Regions from separate parts of the Arabidopsis thaliana genome. Here region 2 is linked to region 1. Evidence: chromatin contacts called from public ChIA-PET data. All regions are on one chromosome and are shown on one strand. Each heading gives the region's core, a stretch centred on a gene start, on an enhancer-like site or on the middle of the called end of the contact. The rest is flanking DNA. Distances are from core to core; before and after follow the strand shown.

Evidence for each region. ChIA-PET counts read pairs in DNA pulled down with a chosen protein or histone mark.
Region 2: a contact with region 1 is called in an H3K4me3 ChIA-PET map of shoot, with 11 read pairs. The contact joins the promoter of AT5G25990 here to the promoter of AT5G04165 in region 1. A contact is called at or near these places in 3 of 26 Hi-C or Micro-C datasets (callus, root and rosette leaf), 1 of 2 datasets of contacts at active chromatin or transcription factors (shoot) and 1 of 3 other capture datasets (root).

The regions. Positions count from the first base shown.
Region 1 is chr5:9,041,530-9,044,934 of TAIR10.1, forward strand. It overlaps AT5G04165 (a long non-coding RNA gene), which reads left to right and starts at 1,421. Exons shown (of 2, transcript NR_142737.1): 1 at 1,421-1,674; 2 at 2,252-2,372. AT5G25920 reads right to left here. Exons shown (of 5, transcript NM_122493.3): 4 at 3,232-3,364; 5 at 2,611-3,141. The coding sequence ends at 2,677.
Region 2 is chr5:9,075,908-9,079,332 of TAIR10.1, forward strand. AT5G25990 (core-2/I-branching beta-1,6-N-acetylglucosaminyltransferase family protein) reads right to left here and starts at 1,472. Exons shown (of 3, transcript NM_122500.1): 1 at 1,347-1,472; 2 at 393-487; 3 at 200-284. The coding sequence starts at 1,472. The coding sequence ends at 200. AT5G25995 reads left to right here and starts at 924. Exons shown (of 1, transcript NM_001343956.1): 1 at 924-1,219. The coding sequence starts at 924. The coding sequence ends at 1,112.

The DNA.
Region 1 (3,405 bases), core at 171-2,670:
AACTCCACGGGGAAATATCGGATTTCATCGGAGAATTGCCATGCTTGAAGTGTTACAACTTTGGAAAAACAATTTCAACGGAAGCATCAACTGCACCATTATAAGTAGTCTTAGAGGCATGCTCACACGGGTGAGATTATATATGGACTTAACTATGTAGATGTTTATTTTTTAAAACATCACGATTGTAAGATGAATGTTGTAAGTGTTCGTTGAGATCGAAGAAAACTCATAGTATGAGTTTAGTCGATCTTCTGGAGTAGTATGTTTTCAGCATTGTTTCTCTTTGATCCTAAGTTTTTTATGGGGTTTAAGGTTCTTTTTTCTTATAAAGGAATCAATTTATGTTTTGGCTATATAATATGCACCAGTTTATCCATTCTATGTTTTATTTAACATTTTTTCTTTTTTGAATTCTCTTTATCTCCTTCAAAATGTATAATATTAAAACAGCAAAATAAGCATCACCAAATCACTTTTACAACAAGTTATCAATAACTCCAACCATAAAGTAAAACTCAAAATTCTTCTCCAACCTTACTCTATATTGGACTCTAAAATAGACATTTCTGCAGAATTACTCTATATATAGAGTAAATCTATTCTCTACTCTATTTTAGAGTTGAACTTTTTTATTTATACTCTGGTCCATCAAATTTATTTATTTTTATTTAATACATATTATCATTTTACGAACAACAACTACAACAAATAGTTTTATAAAATTAATAAGTAAATAATTACTAAATTTAAAATAAACAACATAAGAAAACTAAAACATAAAACTAGCAATTTAATATTCCGGTAAATTGCTTGTAGATCCACCAAGATAGTTAAAATATTGTCCAAATGAAGTAGATGGAGGAGGAGTTTCTTGATATTGATCTTGTTGTTGGACACGTCATTTTTGTAAAATCCGTGCTTATTCAATCTCAAAATATGCACGAATATTTGGGTTTTGAACGAAATTCAAATCACAAAATAAAATTTTGTTTTCTTCCTTTAATTGATCATATGTGGGAAAAAATATTCTAATGGTGTTGTTTAAAATAAAATTTGTAATATTTTATTATTGTTATATGATGTAATGTTTTTTTAATATATAATTAGTCTTTAATTTAAATAATATCATATTTTATGGGAATTTTGCAAAACTATGATATATGGGCTCAAATTGTAAATTATATAATATAAAATATAAATAGAATATTTCTAAAAATATTTTTTTTAGAGTAGAAAATAGAGATATACATTTGAGAGAAACCCTTCTCTATTTTAGAGTAAGATATAGAGCTATACATTGGAGATGGTCTTACAATCATCAACAAACTTTTGCTCGTTTTTTTTTTCGTCAGTTGGGTTCCTTAGAACATCTCCATCTTTGGTTTGTTATCAATTTAGTTTGGCTCAGATTCGAGGTATCGGAAAGGTTCTGGTGGTTGGAGGTTCTTGGACCATTTTTTGCGCCATCTCTGGTGAAGTCTAAGACAGCATGCGCAGAAACCTAATCACAATAGATGTCTTCACTAACTAACTGACTAGACATTCTCTCTAGCCAACTGGGCATTGGTTCAAGTCTATTTTTGTCAAGACCCAACTTCGGTTTAATTGGCTCAACGTTTCCTCACCTTGGCCCAGATATGTGTTTCCTTTTATTTTAGCCAGCAAGCTAGGTTTGATGTTACGTTCTTTCTTCAAACTAAACGATCTAGTCTCCCAATTTCGACATGCCTTGTCTTCCTTATCATGATTTTACCCACTACGGTTTAGAACTATATTGATTATCTCTACTCGATCTGTCTCCAAATGAGCACTTATTGTAGAAGCTAGTTTCTACCATCTCTGATCACTCATTCCTGGAATCATAGTCGTGTATCTCGGCTTCTCGAAACCGAACCCATTAAGCCGGTCACCACCTTCTACGGTTACTCATGGAAGCAATTCAAAGTGTTAAAATCCAACATCTAAGTAGGCTTCCACATCACAAATCGGCTAGCTTTCAAATCGTATGCTAATGTTTTATCGGCCTACTATTAGACCTCGGGGGTCATCGGCGTCCAAGCATCTCCATCATAGTGAGAACCTCGACTCCGCCTTCCTCATTCATGGAGGGAAACACTTATCATCATATATGGAAAAAACCTTCCCACCAAAAACTTCTATATCAGGTTTACAGCTTGTATAACAAGAAGTCTTTTGACTATTCTAACCGTTTAACTATCGTATGATGTAGGGTGTCTTGTGTCAGCGAGACGCGAGGTTAAGGAGTTTTCTTGAAAGGTTTAATGTCAATCAACAAGGACCATTCACCATATTATCGTGTTGTTCGTGATTGTGGTTCGACTCACCCTTTTCTCGCATGTGGCCTGGTGCTTTTGATAAGACCCAAAATAGGCTATCAAGTTAAGTAACAGAAAGAGATGAGATGATAGAAGAAATAAGGTGAGAAGCAGAAGAATTCAGAAGTAGAAAGGAGAAGAACATGAGAGAAGGAAGATAAACATTGTTTGGATGATCTTAAGCGATGATCCTTTACAGAGATGAACAGAGAGACTAAATAGCAAGAGAATCCTAAACCTATTGGGCTTAAACGATACTAAATGACGCAGCCTAGAAAGGGCCCAACAAGAGAATAAGCGACTTATCAATACCGTCCCGTTGAGATCCACCTTGTCCTCAAGGTGGAAGGAAATGAAAGCTTGGAAAAGTTGTCTTAACTCTTGTCGATCCTGCACCTGCAACCTTTTTCTTGTCCATGATGACCACATCAAACTCCTTGATCAGTTTATATTGTCTCCAATCTAGGGTAGCAAATTCCCTAGTCTCTACTTCTTGTCTCTCAAGAACCTCCATGTCTTTTAATAAACAGACTAGCCTTGAAAATGCAGCTTTAAGAGAAATGCAGACCTCAACTACTCCAATCAAATCAGCAATCCTTACCTTCTTTGTTAAGGTTGCCATCTTAGACACGGTTTGATCCTTCTCACTTTTGGTTGGCATGTATTGAGTACTTCCAGCTACAACTTCATTGTGTTTCACCACGGATTGCACAAAAAATTCAATCTCATCGCCATTCTCTTTAGCAACCTTCCCTGATCCCAACATTGAAACTTCTTCCAGATATTCAGCCCTTAGCTCCAACTCTTAACTTTCACCACTCTTGTCATGTCCACATTGTATTTCCTTAACGCTTCCTCCACATGCAATCTCACTCTCCCCTTTTAAAGCCACCTTGTCCTCAAGGTAGTAATAAAGAACAATTCCAAAATCATCTTTTAGCTCACTCCTCATCTTTACTTTTGTAGGACTTTGGTCAAGGTCTTCACCCTTAACTCTAAGAATGATCCCAGCCTTTCTATCTTGCCTATGCATTTCACAGATGGATCAACGTTGTAACACTTATCA
Region 2 (3,425 bases), core at 222-2,721, 34 kb after region 1:
AATGTTTTAAGGAAGATGATGGATTAGTTAATATCTTAAACTAAGTTTCCTTATACTTCATTTTTAACTTCTATCAAAGATAACTACATCTTTTAATATTATTTTATATATTTGATACTCCTATTTCTTTACATTTCGGTGTGTTTACATACAAATTTGTTTGTGTATAACTTAAAATGAGTTAAAATGTAATTTCCATCTAAAACCACTGAGACCCTTTTCTCCATTGGTCTATGGAAACTTCAGGGGCCATGTTGCCGTAGTAGCGGCCTCGGCCATAGGCACTGGGATGATCAAATTAACCTATAAAGCTATGCTCTGATTCGGTTATGTACGTGTAGATAGTTGTGAAGTTGAATAGGGGAATGCATGACTCGGTGAGGAGAACAAACCATTCGTTTGAGATATCGAGTAGCGCATAGGCATAGAGGGTGAAGTTTTCATGTCCACGCCGAGTCAACTCGAAAGTTTGTGCTAAAGTAGAAGTCTAGAAGGATATATATGCATCAAAATTTCTTGTAGTAGAATAATTGATAATGACATATAATAGATTTTTAAAATTTTATCGGGGTCAACTGACCCTCCTATCAAAGCCATGCCTCCGCCACTGCCGAGGATACTAAGACCATCCTCAATGGTAGTATATTAACAAGGGTTTTTAGCAATTTTTTAATTATTAATTTTGAAACTGTTAAACTTAGAGCTTGGGTAAGAATTTTAGTTTTTAGCATTGTCCAATGGTAGTATTTTAAATTGGGTTCTTAAAAAAAGAGTCAAATTTTTTTGGTGTAATTGGTGTTTGAAGAGTTGATAATCACATCAAAACTTGTCAAATGCAAAACATAGATTCATGATCTACGTACACATATTTAATTTGAGTGACTATAATTCAGAGATTCAGGTACAACATATTAAAGCTAAATATGATGATGCTTGCAATAAAGCTTAACCTTGTGAGCTATGAAAACCTTAATAGCAGCATAGTTTTCTCAACAGATTCAGTGAAAGGAATCTCAGGAGCGTATGTGACGAAATCGGAGAGGTTACGGAGAACAGCTGATTTCATCAAACAGTGGGATTCAATATCTTGCATGGTGGAGCCACCGGGTTAGAGTGTTGAGAGCCACCAAAAAATCCATTGCTTCAGTGTAAACCAATTTGAACTCCACAACTAACCTCAATAGCTTACTGGTAAACTCTTAAACCTCATAGCAGAACGATATTATATAACAATAACATATATCCTACAATTGAAATAGAAAAGAGAGAACACATAATCATCATATACATTAAAACAGGAGCAAAATTGAATTATAAATAGAAGAACTGAAAGGATAAATACTCACCATAACATTGTGATGAAGCTGATCAGGAAGCTTCTTGACGAGATTGTCGTTTTGTTGAAGACGAACTCGCCGATTAGATGAACGAAAGTCACCGTGGAGAGCCAGTGTAGGTGGAGATGATGACATAACGGCGGAAGGATGGCCGAAGTTCAGAAAAATTAGAGACTCCTTCGATTGTTTCAATTTGAGGCAGAGATACAGAGAAGGAATCGAGTTAAAGAGATAGAGAGAAGGAAGAGGAAGAGGAAGAGAGTAGATTTTTTTGCTTTTATATTTCTTCCTCACTTTCTTAATGAGCGACACGTGCCGCCTCTTACTTTAATTTTTTAGCTCTTACCTAAGAGGCGCTCTTGAGATAATACCCATTAAAACATTAATTTTAAATAGGATTAAACATAAGAACCAGCTTAAAACCTTGCGTTGCGGATGCTCTAAGGTTTCGAAACAGAATCGTTCACACTGGTTACAGAATTTGACCGAGCCGCCAAAAGAGAAGTGAAGTAGTGCCCTTTATTAACGCTGGAATTCCTCGATGGAATTTGATGTCTCTGGTGATTTTAACTAGTTCCGAGCTCTAATTTCTGTTTTATGTGATGTTTTGATTTTTATAGTCCATTTTGCCAAAGTTAATGTATATTAAAAAAAATAATACAAAATCCAAAAAATATTGTAGTTCTAAGTGCTGCGGCGGGACTAGATTATAAGGTGTGCTACTATACATTGGTTTGTTTTTTCCAAAGTTTTTCTTTTCTTTTTAACATTCTATTCTCTTGTACCTAATCATTTAACATCTATTAAATTTTAACTTCTACAATGATTTATTTAATAATAAAATCCAGCATCCTACCCCATAATTTTTTTAATCTCATATTCTGATTTTCTTAAATATTTTTAGTTACATATTAAAATAACTTATCAAGTGAAATTAAATTAAGGTAACTAAAATTTAATTAAATTTGTCATTTATTTTATAATCTTATTGTTGAGATGTATTTTTTAAAGAGATGTCTGAAAGTTAAAACAAAAGTGTATGTGAAGATAATAAAAAAAAACATTATGAGGGAAACAAATTTATAATAAATTAGATATTGTTCTCTATGTTCAAATCAAGTGAAACAAGTCTTTATTTGTAGAGAAAATAAAAATAAAGCGTTTTGATATTTTGATATAAACCATAAAAATTAAATTAGTTTATACAATAATTGATCTTATATAGGAGTAAAATAAAAATCTTATAAATTTCTACATCAAGTAAAAAAAAACACATGTCACATGTGGTCTCATATTTTGTTTTCAACATGTTGAATCTTTAACTATGTTGAATCCACAAATGATTTTTTTTTGTTTTTTCAACACCATCATTAATACAAATCTAAGGTACGTAGTACTAATTGTTTGTTTTGCAAACTGATTTTCTATTTAAAAATATGAAACCATCTAAATACATTAGATTTGTGTTGTTGTCGAAGCTATATTGTAATAATTAAACAGTTGAATAATTTATTGAAAACAAAATCTAAAGACCTCCATTGCACATAGTCTAAAAAAACAAAAGCAAACATACCTTTTCACTCACTAGATGAAGAATGGCCGCAACATGGAGTATGCATATTCATACTCATACTCTCAATGGACAAATTTAAGTGAGAGTATGCATATTCTAATTTATCAATCTCTCCAGTCTCCACCATGGATTTTGTATAGGTCGTCGTCAATGCATCCTAGACAAAGTTGAAGCCTTTGTATTTTTACCTATGATATATAAACGTAAGCACAACCATGTATCGTACTTAGCTTGGCAAAAGAAAGCAGATTAAAGAATATTACATGAGAATATAAAATTTTCATTTTTTTTGAGAATATCAAATTTTCATTGATATAATATTTAGTAGGTATAGATATATCAAATGATTTCCTCTAAACATATGCTTACAACTAGTTCAATGACATTCTAACCCTATATATAAACAATAGTCCTTGGGAAATTTTGACACAAGTGAAGCCCTACACTTGGAAAATATCGAGAGCAGCATTAATTAGACAATGAACAAATAACAACTGGGAAGATTGAGATTTTGT